2 separate regions of the Gossypium hirsutum genome follow, and region 2 is linked to region 1. The links are chromatin contacts, called in public Hi-C maps. All regions are on one chromosome and are shown on one strand. The core of a region is the stretch at or near the end of the contact, and the rest is flanking DNA. Distances in the headings are between cores, read along the strand shown. Region 1 holds the start of LOC107928613 (protein kinase PINOID). Region 2 has its middle 13 kb from the start of LOC107945216.

Region 1 (7,870 bases), core at 2,362-4,861:
ATCTATATTTCTTTACCAAAAAAAGATTATAAATATAATAAAGTTTGCCTATGAATCATACCAACCGGATCATGTTTAGATATAGAAATTGTATTTGTCCAAAGTTTGACCTACCTATCAATCTCGAAAGCCTTGAACCAGTGTTTGAAACATATTAAAATTAAAAATTATGTATTCTGTGTTAATGTTTTTTTAAATATTTTATAAGTAAATTTAAATTAAAAAGTTATATACTAAATAATTATTTTGTTGGAGTAAAAAAAGGCAAATTAAAATATATCCAAACCAAGCATGATAATGATAGTGTCATGAAAATACAAGACCAGCAAATCAGGCAACACCAAGTATGATAAGTTTAATTAAGGAAGAAAGAGGGCATCAATTAAAATATATAATAGGGTAAACTACTTAATTGGTCACTCAATTTTTAGGAAACTTTTATTTTAGTCACCTAAAATGAAATTCTTACAATTTCGTCACTCAACTTTTAGGGGGCTTTCATTTTAGTCATCCCACCGGTAAATCTCTAACGGTGATTAAACGCAACACCATATTCACAATTTCATTTTGGTCAACCAACTTCTAGATCGCTTTTATTTTGCTCACCTAAAAAATATCCCTTTTTAAAGTATTGGTTAGGGTAAAAAGAAAAGGAATAAAATAAAATAAAAAAGCGGTAGAAACTAAAATAACGCATTAAAAAAATTGTCAAATTGTACTTGTTTATCACATTGCTGAAAATTCTAATTTTTTTCAATATTAAAAATTAAAATTTCAAAACATAAAAATTAATTAAATAAATTTTTGAAATTTTCTTATCCATTGATAATATTAATTGTTTTGTTACTATAATATTAAAATTAATTAAATTAATCTCCTTCTAAATTTTAAAATTTTAGGTTATGTTTCCATGTTATTCTTAATGAAATTAAGTCGGTGACTCATATTTAATAATTGTTTGCGAAATTTAAATTTATTCTGATTATATAATCTTGAATCTTTCATACTAAACTAAAAGAAAAGAAAAATAATTGTAATTAATTAAATTAATTGATTGTTCTTCGTTTGGGTAAAGAAGTAATGAAACATCTTTGAGTTTTATTTGGCATGGAAGATAAAATTAATTAATTAAATTAATTGTAAGGATTTTTCTTTGCTTTTAGTTTAGTACGAAAGACTCGAGATCATATAAAAAACAGGTTTCATGTACAATTATTTAAGATGATTTATTTGATTTGATTTTAATTTGGAAACATAAAATAAAAATTTAATATTTAAAAGGAGACTAAATTAATTAATTTTAATATTATTGTAACAAATCGGTTGACACTATCAAGGGATAAGAAATTGTTCAATAACCTATTTAATTTGATTATGATGTTTTGAAATTTAAAATTTCAATATTAAAAAAAATAATTTAGAATTTTTGGCAATGGCGTAAATAAGTATAATTTGACCATTTTTAAAACATTATTTTAGTTTCTACAGCTTTTTCATTTTTAATCTTTAATGTTTTTAACTCCAATTAATCCTTAAAAAAATGGACATCTTTTGGGCGACTAAAGTGAAATGTGAATATGATTTGGATTGTACAATTAACCGTCATTAAAGATTTAACAATTAAGTGACTAAAATGAAAATATTCTAAAAGTTGAATGATGAAAATAAAAACGCGGAGAGTTTAAATGTGAGGTTGTGGGTTGTCTTATTCCCTAGAAAAAGGATTCCCCTTTTTAAGATTTTATAGCATATTGGTGCAGTAAGAAGGGAAAAAAGATAGGGGACAAACATAGTTGTAATTTGAATATAGATCCCCCACCCCATAAAACTAATACCAATAATAGAATCTGTAATGCAGTCAAGTGGACACAACATAATTTCATGCCAAATCTCAGTTATAACTTTGAGATTTAAGATTATGATTATTAGGAAGTGTCGTTCAATTATTGTGGACAAGTTATGTATTTTATTAATTTGTAGGCTAATTATGGTTGTTGACAACCTCATTATTAATTTTAGGAAAAACTAAGTAGAGATTTTTTACCCTATAGATAGATTTAGATTTGGATGGGATCTCAGGTGGGTTGATTTCTCGATTTTCAAGAGCCTTTGGGGGACCTTCACTCTCAAATCAAACCTTAATTATAGATCATCCTCTATACCCCACACTTCCTCAATACTATATAAATTATTGCATTCTTTCTGTTTATTATTGTCAACATGACGTGATTGCTGCCAATTTCGTCCTACTTTTGCCTCTTAATCTTTTCTTTTTATTAATTATAAAGTAAAACTCGAACAATAAACATGAATCGAACTCAAAAGTTGTGCCTCTTAATCTATTTTAGTAGCAAATTTTGTAGGTTTTTCAATCTCAAATCCCTCCCCCTATTAAATTCAAGTTGGTCATCAAATGTTAGGCATTTATGAGGAAAGTGTTTGGACCTCGTCTCTCTTTTAAGTGTTAGGGCCCTAACTGTTGCAACCTCAGGGCCCAGGAGATTGCTCCCAAACTGGTGGACATGTCATGCATGCTCTCTTTTATTTGGCCATGTGGATTTTAATAACACTATTTGCAGTCTCATGGTTCTGTTACTGTTATATATTGCTTTCCTCTTTTAATTTAAAACCAAAATTAATTTTTTTTTATTTGGTTAGAGATATTAGCAGAAGCCAGTTGTGGACAGCAAGCATTGCCTTTACTTTCAGATTAATTATATATATTTTCTTTTTCAAGATAGTATTTTATATACCATGATCCAGAGTAAAAACATTGCATGATGAGGAACATGCATATAAATATATAAAAGATTAAAAAATAATAATTAGAAAAGATTGTAGTTAAAGTGAAAAAGGAAACATAAGTTGTCAGCAATGCAGTTCTATGATTGGGGTTTTTGTCTGCTAAATTCTTCTGGTTCTAAATAAGTTAGCAAAACTACTTGGGACCTACTATCATAATTCATATACATATACATATACATATACATATACATGATTAGATTAGGTTTGGTTAGATTTACAACTGCATTTCACGTTTCATCTTCTCATGATTTACGGTAATAGTATTACGAAGGTCTCTATATTAGAAGTCACATTGTATTTTATTCTCTCTATTCAAAAAATGGACAGATTAATCTCTATACATTAGATCAAAGAGCAAACTGATCTTTCTATCGAAATATTCATCCATTTCTGTTGTTAAAAATTGGTCTATGTATGTCAACATGAAGCACACACGACATATCTGTCGGATTATTTGGTCAACCACGACAGTTTTTAGCAATAGATATAGATGAAATTTTTAATAGAAATATCAATTTACTCTTTAATTTAATGTATATAGATTGATTTATCTATTTTTTAGTAAAAAAGGTAAAATGTAATATATATAAAAACATTGATGGTATTTTTACCTATATTTTGTCAATAAACTACCAAGCGCCCATATTTTTTTTTTTTGATAATTAAGAGAGGGAAATGAAATCTCATACTCTTATACATTGATAATCCAAAGTAATTTGTAATCGTTTAATTAATTTACCACGTAAAGAGGGAAATAATCACGTAGTAGTGTTTTTGAAGTAGAGCTTAAGGCTTATTTTACCTTGAAAAATGGAAATTAGAAAGAAATGATTAATTAATAACACATTATTATAGTGTTAAGTGATATGAAGCAGGCGCACGTGGCGGATAACCCAACGTCAACGTAAGCCAAAAGTCGTAATAATAGTATAGGCAAACACCAAAATCCATGGGTAAAAGCTAAAAGGCCAAGCCATTAACCGCGATTTACTGCATGCCACCATAATCACCTCACCAGCAGCAGCGTAATAAACATTAAATATCCCCCACCGCCCCCTCAGGCCTCACTCATCAAACCAAGCTCCTAGTACAAGAAACCAAACAAAAGGCTGTTTTCATTTTGCTTTTATTTATTATGCGTCTCAGAAATTTGGCTTTGCTTACGTACATGGTGGTTTTTGGGGGTTTGCTTAGAAACCCTAAATATCAGGTCCCCGTCCTTCATCATAAAAGCCCCTCTGATGTGCTTCAAAATATGCATTCAAAGCATTTCACTGAATCCCATTCAATGCCCCCTCTCTGCTAATCATTCATTTCTTCTCTTTTTGCTTGCCCATAGTTTTTGACTCCCTTTTCCCCTTCAAACTTACTGCTCTCTTTCTACTTCACTATTTGACTCTCCTTCATCTCCTTTACGGGTATCTGATTCCACTCATCATCAAATCATCTTCTTAAAACCCAAAATGTTCAAAGTTGATTGCTTTTATCCACCGTCTTTAATTTCGGTCATCTGAAGTGATTCCCACTTTTTTCTTTTTTGACTTCTTCATCATCATCATCATCTTCTTCTTCTTAGATCATCAAAGAGTTTTATGTTGATTTTCCCTGTCTTACAAGTAGAGAGAAACATAAAATGTTGGAGTGCGAACGGAAGTCAGAAAGTGAGTTAAGTTCATCGAGTGAGTGTTCAATGACAAGTGAAAGCCGTAGCAGCTTCAGCCGTCTCTCCTTTGAGCTCCGGTCTTCCCCGGAAAACCTTTATCTCAAACCCCACCGATCTTCCGACTTGGCTTACTCCGCTATCCGTTCCGCCACCTTCGCCCGTAAAACCGGCCTCACGTCCCGTGATTTCCAGCTCATCCGCCGCATCGGTTCCGGCGACATCGGAACCGTCTACCTCTGCCAGCTTGCCAACGCAGATGAAAAATGCTGTTATGCGATGAAGGTGGTGGATAAAGAAGCGTTGGCCATGAAGAATAAAGTGCAACGTGCTGAAATGGAGAATAAGATCTTGAAGATGCTGGATCATCCATTTTTGCCTACTTTGTACGCCGAGTTCGAAGCTTCTCATTTCTCTTGCATAGTTATGGAGTACTGTTCCGGCGGTGACTTGCATTCTCTTAGACATAAACACCCTCAAAAACGCTTCTCTTTGAGCTCCGCAAGGTACATCATTTTTTGTTTTCTTAGCTCACTACCTTCACATTCATTACAATGATTTTACGCTCATCCTTCTTGCATGCTTTAATCTGTGTCTTTTGTTTTCTTCTGCTGTTTTCAAAACACTTAGCCTGTCTTGTTCTTATCCTTGTCTGCCTCAACTCTGCAAAGTCTCTTTCAATAAGCAACCTTGTCTCTCTTCTTTTTCCAATATTTCTTGGTTGCTATAAATTTTACAAATAAACAAATATTATTTTATAAAGCAATAAGATATACATTTTTTCCCCAAAATATCATTAGAAAATAAAGTTTCATTATTTGAGTTTTGTTCTATTTTACTCGGTTTTCATTTGAATTTTCATCAGTGTACGAGAATTCGGGAGTGTTAGGAAGCATTTTATTTATTTTTCCTTATTCTTGCTCGACAGCTGAGATTGTTCACGCAATTACATACATCAGACTTTAGCCTGAATTTCCCTTATTCGATTGTGCCTTTCCATTTATTGTCTTGATAAAATTCCTTGCCATGCAAGCAAACTCTTGAGATGAATGCTTCTGTTACTCTGGTTGCTGAGAATTTGCAGACGATAAGACATTTAACTACACTGTTTCCAGATTCCATCAATTCTGACATTAAAAATGAACTAAATAAACTGATGATTAGTTGCTTATTCCAGGTTTTATGCAGCTGAGGTTCTGGTAGCTCTAGAGTACCTACACATGCTGGGTATTATTTACAGAGACCTAAAACCGGAAAATGTTTTAGTAAGATCAGACGGTCACATCATGCTATCGGATTTCGACCTTTCACTTTGCTCAGATGCCATCGCAGCAGTTGAATCACCGTCATCGTCCCCGGATCCCACGCCTCCCCAAAACCACCGCTCTTCTCGTCCACCTCCAACCCCTCTCTCCTGCCTATTCCACCGCTTCTTCCGGTCAAAGAAGATACAGACGCTCGCACCCAACAATCTGTTCTTCGTGGCGGAGCCCGTCACCGCCCGGTCACGCTCATTTGTAGGGACCCACGAGTACATATCTCCCGAGGTGGCTGCCGGTGGGTCCCACGGTAACGCCGTGGACTGGTGGTCTCTAGGTATCTTCATTTACGAGATGATATACGGAGGTACACCTTTTGCGGCTCCATCGAACGAGGTTACGCTGCGCAACATCGTGAAAAGGCCACTCACTTTCCCAACCCACTCGCCTGCTTCTCTTCTCGAGCACCACGCTCGAGACCTCATCTCCGGGTTGTTAAACAAGGAACCCAACACTCGGTTGGGATCCAAACGCGGCGCTGCCGACGTCAAAACCCATCCTTTCTTTAAAGGACTCAATTTGGCCCTCATAAGGTCGCTTACGCCGCCGGAGATTCCGGGATTTCGGCGGCCACCCACCACGACGTCCTTTCACCATCCTGAGATCGAGGAACAATCCAACGCGTTTGATTACTTCTGAGAGGCCACGTGTTCTGTCGGTTATGCCAGATTTTACGACTGGCCAGTGGAGAGACAGATATGTATATTCGAGCAGTCTTTTGTTTTTTAATGGTGCTATTTAAGTAAGAAATTTTTAGGTTGGGAATTAGATTGGATATTTGTATGATAGTAAAAACATAATTTTATTATTTTATATTATTTTATAATTTTTAAAAATTAAATTTAATTATTTTTAGAAGTTAAAATATATAATTTTATTATTAATTTAAAATTTTATAAATTATTAAAGATATAAAAACTTTGCATTTAGTGGTTGATATTATATAGCTAATTAATGGAAGATATTCAAACACCAAGTGGAAAAGAAATCAATAAATTAATAGTATGATTTATGGGTTGATTTTTTTTATCTAAATAGTATAGAAATATTAGAAAATTGCTTATCTATATGTGATAAGTTTTTGTATTTGTTCTTAAATTTATGATATATTTTAATTTTATATTTTATACAAATGTGTAATTATTTTGGGGCATAGAGCGAAATGTTGGCCAAACACAAACAAAAAAAGGTTATGAGTAGCAATAAATAATTTAACTTGATGAAACTAAAACAAAATATTACCTTTATTGAGTTTCAAGTAATAAGAGGGATGGGTTCAGAATTTCCCATACTTTTTGTGGAAAATGAACAACACTCAATCATTAGTTTATTAAGTTTATAATTCTTGGTTGAGTAGAAAAGTAGAAAATCATTTTTGAGTACGCTTGATAGGAAAAATAAATGAGATAAAAAATTAGAATGGTAAGAGGAGAGAAAATTAGAGAAACGTATCATGTATTAGCTTAATGATCAAGGTGTCTATTGTTGGAAGTGTGGCTCGAGTTTAAATCACGCTAATTGTGTTGTTGGTAGATTTTTTGCCCTCTTCTTGTAATTTATTGAAGAAAACAAAAATTTCATTTCCTTTCCTCTATTTTTTGGTAGTGTTAAAAATGAGAAAAGACTTTTAAAATATATATAATCTTGAACTATCAACCCCCCTCCCTCATTTTTACTTCTCCACTTAACCAATAGTCAAATTATTTTGATATATGAATGAGTTGATAAACACATAAGTTACCGTTATTTATGAAAATTCAGTAGAGTTTGTGTATAATAATTGGGGAGAGGAGTGAGCGGTTTGACAACACATGACATGGGGGCCGTCCATGTGATCTCCCACGGTTGCCTTTCTTTAATTTAAAAGTGTTGTCTCCCCCTTTGTCCCCAACAAAATGCCACCAAACCCAATAACCTTCTCCCACGTGTCGGTTTCCTCGTGCCTGCGACGTGGCTTTAATCACTTTGTCCCATTCCTGATCCTCAGGGCCACCTAGCCTTACTTTGCCGACCCTTGGTTTGTTTGCTTGATTTTAAAGGGAGTTGGTGAGGTATTGTAGCTTAACAAGTTCGTGGTTATTGTGGG
Region 2 (7,870 bases), core at 3,719-6,218, 53 kb before region 1:
CAAGCAATTTTTGCTAGGCCTTTATCCTTTTTTTTGGTTCATTAGGGTCGTAGGATTCGATGAAGAATGAAAAAAGAATGGGATTTTTTTGAGAATTGTTGTTTTGACTAAACAAACAGTTGCGGATGACTTGACAATGAATTCCAGGTCAAAGCGACTAATCCGATCTATTTTTGCTCGGAATTTACTCCTGTAGAGAAAAACAGAATTAAAGTGGATCCACCTTTTTCTTTAGCATTAAAAGCAGAATCAACGTTAGTGGGAAGGGAGAGTTTAAAGTTTAATGCTTTATTGAAAAAATCACAACCACAATGCTCTTATGTTGGAGGCATTACAAAGAACCAGGAAGAATATCAGTACATGGAGCAAAGTAGTGGTTTAGTGGGAGGGATCCAGGATAGTTCTTGTTTGGCATCAGCTGTTGCAGATCTTGAATTACACAAGGAAGCAGGTATCAATGAAGGAGGTAATGTAGATAGTACTGTCAGTAATCTAGTTTTAGCCAGGAAAGTTAGTTGGAAAAGAAGGAAAATAGTGGGAGGGAAGGAGAACCATAAGGCTGATCGTAAATTGCAAAAAAGGAAATTGGCAGAATTAGTGCAAGATGAAGATGGGGTAAAGGAGATTCGGGAAGAGAATCTAAAAAGGACAAAACGTGCTGAACAAGATCTAACTTCGAAGGATGAAATTAATTTACAAATAGAATTTTCCAACCAGACAGGATCGGCGGCTGCCAATGGGCAAGCCGACCAGGCACAAAGAAAATCATATGTTGGAATGTCCGTAGATTGGGGAGTCCACGGGCAGTAAGGAAGCTTCGGTTTTTACTTAAGCAAAGTAATCCTCAATTTGTCTTCTTAATGGAGACTAAAGTAAGTGGAAAACGTATGGAAGCAATTAGAAGAATGTGTGGTTTCATGAATGTACTTGAAGTAGGAGCTGCTGGTACGCGGGGTGGTATTTGTTTAGCATGGCGAGAGGAGGTTCAGATTCACCTTAGATCTTTGTCAATAAGTCATATTGATGTACTGGTTAAAGGAGAAGGTGCTCATGGCGACTGGAGATTCACGGGGTTCTATGGCTCTCCCTACTCACAAGATAAAAATGCTTCATGGGATTTATTAAAGATCTTGGGACAGGAGCAAGAGTATCCTTGGTTAGTGAGTGGAGATTTCAATGAAATAGCTTATTCTTTTGAAAAAAAGGAGGTCAACCGATGGAGGAAAGAAAGATGGCAGCGTTTCGGGAAACTCTACAAGAATGTCACCTTTTAGACTTGGGATATTCAGGAGTATGGTATACATGGGAGAGAGGGAATTTACCAGAGACGACTTACGGGAAAGATTGGATAGAGGTGTTGCAAACGAAAAATGGATGGAGTTATTTCCAACGGGCAATATTAATCATCTGACGTCTACCCTTTCGGATCATTGTCCTTTGTTAATAAGCACAATTAATTTAAACAGTTTCAAGACAGTTCCAAGTTTTAAATTTGAAGCCTGGTGGACTACAGAGGAGTCAATAGAGAAAGAAATTCGGGAAGCCTGGAAGTCACAAAATGGATCGGTTTTGGAAAAGCTTGAGAACTTGTAGATTAGCTTATCGAAATGGGCTAAATCTATTAGAAGGCAACGGAAGGGAATGACAGAAAGAACTACAAAAGAGCTTGAAGATTTAATGAAGAAGGAACCTGATGAAGATGTTATGAACCAGATAATTAATAAAAGAATTCATTTGAGCATGGAAATCGAGAAGGAGGAGATGTATTGGGAACAGAGAGCACGAGCTAATTGGCTAAAGTTGGGGGATAAAAATACAGCATTTTTTCATAAATATGCATCAATGCGGAGAAAAATTAATACAATTAGCAGGCTTGATAATGATGATGGGAGAGGAATTACTGAGTTTGAAATTAATGAGTTGCCGACGCAGTATTTTCAAAAGCTTTTCTCGACTACAGGCGTTGGAGATCCTTCTCATCTTCTAACAGGTGTTCAGAATTGCATCTCTTCGGATATCAATGCAACCCTATTGAAAAAATTTACGTTAGAGATTTATATTGCAGTGAAGGGAATGGGTTCAACAAAAGCTCCAGGTTATGATGGCTTCCCGGCTCTATTCTTTCAAAAATACTGGCATATAGTGGGCGAAGACATTGGGAATTTTTGTTTAGAAGTTTTAAATAATGGAAAAGACGTGGAAGAGTTAAATGTAACTAAGATTACCCTTATTCCGAAGAAGTCCAATCCTACAAACCTTGCAGATTTTAGACCAATTAGTTTATGCACAGTTCTTTATAAAATTATTGCTAAAGCTATTGCCAATCGTTTTCAAGAAGTCATTGGGAGATGCATTGATAGTGCTCAAAGTGCATTTGTCCCAGGGAGGCTAATTTCAGACAATATTTTGATAGCTTATGAAATTCTGCATACTCTTCGGAAAAAACGTAAGGGGAAGAAAGGTTTTATGGCAATTAAGCTTGACATGAGTAAAGCTTACGATAGGGTGGAATGGGCTTTCTTGAAGGAAGTTATGATACGGATGGGTTTTGCGAAGGAATGGGTGGTACTTATAATGAGATGTATTTCTACAGTCTCTTATGTTGTTACTACGAACGGGAAGAATGGTAGAGTCTTTGAACCAACCAGAGGACTCAGACAGGGTGACCCACGTAGCCCTTTTCTACTTCTTATTTGCAGTGAAGGTTAATCGTCGTTAATCAGGAATGCTACAAAAGAGGGATTGATTAAAGGGGTGAGAGCCAGCAGAAGAGGCCCGATAATATCGCACTTGTTATTCGCAGACGATTGTATTTTGTTTGGTGAAGCCACAGAAAGTAGTACAAGTTACTTCAAAGCTATGTGTTAACTTTAATAAATCAATGATCTTTTTTAGTTCGAATTTGAAGGAGGGGGATAAAGGCAGGTTATCAGCTGATATGGGAATAAGATTTTCGAACAATATGGAAAAATATCTTGGATTGCCAAATATTGTAGGCCGGAAGAAAAAAGAATCGTTTTAGAATCTCAAAGACAGAATAAAGCAAAGAATTGATAATTGAAGTACTCGCTTATTCTCTCAAGGGGGTAGAGAGGTTTTTATTAAATCAGTTCTTCAGGCAATTCCTACTTATGCTATGACATGTTTTCTATTACCAAAATCGCTTTGTGATTAGTTTGACAATTTAGTTGCTAGATTTTGGTGGCAGAAAGGGAAAGGAAAGAAAGGAATTCATTGGTGTCAATGGGAATTTATGTGTAGGCCTAAAGAAGAGGGTGGTATGGGCTTCCGAAATATGGCACAGTTCAATGTAGCTCTATTGGCTAAGCAAGGGTGGAGGATTATGAATAATCAGAATGCGCTTGTAACGAAAGTGTTTAAAGCTACGTATTTTTCGGATGATAATTTCTTAAATTTCAGGTTAGGAAATTCTAGTTCGTATGTATGGAAAAGTATTTGGGCAGCAAAGGACTTTTTGAAAAAAGGGCATTGTTGGAGGGTGGGGACGGGTACTAATATTTGCATAAGCGATGCTTGGATTCCAGATTCTGTTAATTTTAGATTATCATCAGATATTAATTTTTTGCGTGATGTTAAAGTTGGCGAGTTGATTGATAATAATACCAGAAGTTGGAAAAAAGAGTTGATTACTAGTACCTTCCTGGAAGACGACGCAGCTAGAATCCTCAGAATCCCTCTGGCACAAACACCGCATGATGATTTTCTTATCTGGGGAGGCGAACGGTCGGGTGAGTTTACGGTCAGAAGTGCCTATCAACTATTACAAAAATTGACTGACAATCCTAGAGCTTATGCTTTACAGACCATCTATGGGAATTTTTATAAAAAACTATGGTGCCTGAATCTACCAGCTAAAATTAAGGTTACAATATGGAAGCTATCTAGGAATTATCTGCCTACAAAGGTGAATCTTCAACATCGGAAGTTAGTAGTAAATCCGAGCTGCCCCTGATGTGGAGAAGAAGCTGAAACAATGAACCACTTATTTCGTTACTGTCATGTTACAAGGGAGGTGTGGAGATCATTATCGTTTCAGTGCATTTTAAGGAATCATTGTGAAGATTTTGGACAGTGGATTACCTAGGCAATAGAGCAGCTCAACCTTGATCAAAGTCGCGTATTTTGTTGTGCACTCTGGGCAATATGGGGTGACAGAAACAAAAGAATACATGAAGGTAAAATTAGAAAGGGGACGGAAGTTGCAAATCTTATAATCAGTTACATCAAAGAAATTGATAGTCTTGAGAAGAGAGATCTGAACCGTACCTTAGAGAAAAAGAGATGGTCGCCACCACAGGAAAGTTTCATGAAGATCAACTTTGATGGTGCTTACGATAAAGTAAAGAATCAGTCGGGTGTGGGTATTGTGGCCAGAGATTCGAATGGTACTATTCTTTTTTCATATTCAGAGATTCATTTTGGTATTCCATCAGCCTTTGCTGCTGAAGCAATTGCCTGCCGGAAAGGCGTTCAAATGGGAATCAGGAGGGGATGGCGACATTTGATCCTTGAAGGAGACTCCCTCACAATAGTCAAAAAATGTAAATCGAAGAGTCAAGATAGATCTATGGTGGGAGTATACATTTTTGACATTCAACAGGAAATCTATGGACTTGAAAACATCAGATTTCAGTATATACCTAGATCCGCAAATGGTCTTGCTCATATCATAGCAACAGAATCATTGAGAAGAGGAGAAGAGTTTTACCTGGATAGGGGAGTTCCAGATTATGCAAATGGATCAAGCTCGGCTGGATGGGGGAAGTGAAGAAGAAGTCTCCAGAGAAGAAAAATGAAGAATGAAAGGCTTTGAACAAGAAAATGAAACGGACTGATTTCTTTTGGCTTACCTTGGAAATGAAATCGTCATTATGAAAGGAGATGACAGAAAAGACTGAAGACGGTTTCCCATGCTTCTTCTGATTGGGCAATGGGTCGGTGCTTTAATGACCGATTCTAGAACATTCATTATAAATATCTAGATTTTATTTTGGTTAAGGCCATCTGATTTGGGCCGTATTGGGTTTTAGGTTCTTTTATCTTATTTTTGTTTATTTGGTTTGATTTCAGTTTTGAACAATAACTTTTATTTTCATAATAAAGCCCAATCTGGAAATTTCAAAAAAAAATATTATATTACTATAGCTAACAATGGATGGAGACAAGTTGATGCTGGTGATGGTGTGGACATCGTTGGATTACTACCTGCACAGTTTGCTTGGCCACATGGAGCTACTCACGAGTTGAGGCTCATATTATTGGGACACAAAGATAAACCTAAAAATGATTTCTATATTTTTTGTAAATTAAAGCCTCGTTCATAGTCTTTGAAATCTTCAGGGAATGTGGAAAGTGGTGAGAACCATCTTATACTAATTGTTGGTGCTGATGTTATACTTACTAGTGATGCAAGCACAGCTCGCAGTATTGAAAAAAGTTTAAAGGAATCCACCAGCTTATCAAGAGAGATCGACAAATACATGGACGTGTGGTCTTTTACGCAGAGTATGCGAGGTGGTCCCTCTGGCACTACTGTTGGGGAGGGAAGTGCTAGTAGTAGAAAGAGGCAAAAGACTGCTGCTGGAATTGCTAACCTTATACTAAGTATTGAAGATGATGGTAGCCCAATAGGGGAGCTTCATCATAAGAAAAGAAGAGATTACGATGAGCCATCTGTCGAGATAACTCCTATTACTACAGATCCTGCCACAATTTCATCTCTCCCCATTTCTCCTGATAATTCTCCTCCACCACCAAGACCAACAACTGATGACATTTTCAGAGCTATTATTGATCATGGCCCCCTAGTGGTTCCATGAAGTTCATCGCTTCTGGTGGTGAACCAAGGATTTTATTTCAATAGAGAGAACATCTCAGTAAGAAAAGTTTTCTTTTAGTCCTAATGAGGTGAGGAAGCAATGGAACAGTTGTATGTCTGAAGAAGCAAAGTAGTACATCTGACCATCTAAGTCATCTAGTAGCACAAGTAAACCTTCTCCGCAAGAGTTAGTACTCTCTCTGCAAATGATCTTAACTAAAGCTGGCATGGCTAGTGTGGGGCTCGCTGAGGGCATTAACGAAGCAGAGATTAAGAAGAGGGAAACACAAAATGTTCATCAATCTACCGTGGGGGTGCTACAAAGAGCTCGCAAGATACATGCGTACTTGATTGAAGATAATAGGAAATTATTGGAGCAGAATAGAAGGTTGCAAGAGACCTTAATTAAGACCTTAGTTAACCTAATCCTTCATTAATTAACATATAAATGGATTCTTCCATCATTTCCCACTAACATACATTATAAATTGGTTTAATTTCCATTAGGAATCTTTGGCCAATTAAAAAGTTATAAAGATAAGATTTTTACAATTTAGTCTTTGTACCTTAATTAAGCAATTAATAAGAAAAATTAAAGGATCAACCTTTAATATTCTACTATACCAACTTCGTAAATATATTAATTTAATATTTATGTCCCGAGGATCTGAGGATGGAATTTGAAATGTGATAATCGTAATCGTAATTTGTAAGTTAAAATTAAAATTTGATTAAATCTTGAAAAGGAAAATAATTTAAAACTTAAATTTTGAAAACTTAAAAATTTGGAGAAACGAGTTTTGATTTCTGAAATGGGTATTTCAAGTCGTGCCCTTCATTCTAAATCTGATACCCTTTTATAGAGGGCTATTGCCTCTTTATATCATTTGAATCGGGAAATTCAATCCCTTACATCATTATATAATTGAAACTTTTCAGAGAATATATTCTCTGGTTACAAAAATACAAACTACAGAGAATATTCACTATTCATGTGCCAGAGAATCTTACTGTTCTTGCTAGGGAATATTTACTATTTACCTTAGAGAATATTTCCTATTCCTCTTCATTCATTTCTTTCTTTTGCATCATGTTTTTTTGTCCTAGTAATAGTTACGGAGGTGGTATCGTCTGCAAGATCCACCGTTTTGATTGAAGACGCTGAAGATTTCTCATCTTCGGATTCAGAATCCATTAAGCTGAGCATTTCAACCATGAGTTTTTTGTATTCATTCTTGGTCTTGGTTTGAGCTAACATCACACTAGCTGTCAATTTTGCTTGAAGGAATTTTGTTGTGGTTTGATCTCGGGCTTCGAACTTATATAATCTTGGATTCTTGTTGAAAAAGTTATCCAAATATTTTGAATCATATTTTTCATCATTAAACTTGTCCCACCATTTATTTCTGTAGTTTCGAACTAATAATGGAATTCCAGTACATTGAACTTGCTCATAGGAATAATTCCAAGAAACAATCCAAGAAATGCACAACTTTGAGAAAAAAAATGGATTGTTCTGTAAATGTGTTTTTGGTCTGGTTCAAGTTGAAATTTGTTAAAGAATTTGGGCCATAAATTTTGAATTTTTTTCTGGTAGGATCTCGAAGGATGATGGTCCATACCAATTCCACCATTCTTGGAACCAATTTGGGAATTTGAATTGGGTACCTTATTTGAAATATATAAGCCAAGAATGTCTCATATGTTGGTTCTTCATTAAGAATGTGTTGTACCACGCCATTTGGTAATCCCAATATATGAAATATAGGTGGTGGTCACTTTTTGTGGTAAATTTGGCTGGAAATTTCTTTGGAGAATTTGGGTTTTCACTCCAATCCCTTGGTCGAAGAATTTTTAATATTTGGGTTGTTGAATGGGTAATAAACTTTGGATCTTTTGGGTTTGTGTAGTGTTTGAACAATACTGATTCAATTAGAACCAGTATGCTTTTATAATACTGTTGGGTTTTTGAGAATCCAATGGCTTGAAATGCGATCCATTGAAAAGTTCTTTTCCAAGTATATGTGGAGG

What was found. A called contact is a pair of places that touch in the nucleus more often than the background predicts.
Region 2: a Hi-C map of leaf shows a contact between it and region 1, with 2.1 times the contacts expected there. The contact joins the enhancer-like site here to the promoter of LOC107928613 in region 1. A contact is called at or near these places in 15 of 34 Hi-C or Micro-C datasets (anther, callus, fibers and 3 more).

Annotation. Positions count from the first base shown.
Region 1 is chrD12:7,059,082-7,066,951 of Gossypium_hirsutum_v2.1, reverse strand. It overlaps LOC107928613 (protein kinase PINOID), which reads left to right and starts at 3,611. Exons shown (of 2, transcript XM_041108346.1): 1 at 3,611-4,971; 2 at 5,643-6,625. The coding sequence starts at 4,439. The coding sequence ends at 6,423.
Region 2 is chrD12:7,113,394-7,121,263 of Gossypium_hirsutum_v2.1, reverse strand. No RefSeq gene overlaps it. Among protein-coding and RNA genes, the nearest start is that of LOC107945216, 13 kb to the right of the region's middle. Within about 2 kb of position 4,968, at least 7 of the 9 cell types and tissues checked have an H3K27ac peak or open chromatin away from gene starts, as enhancers often do. A contact at or near this core is called in fibers and leaf, where this site is marked.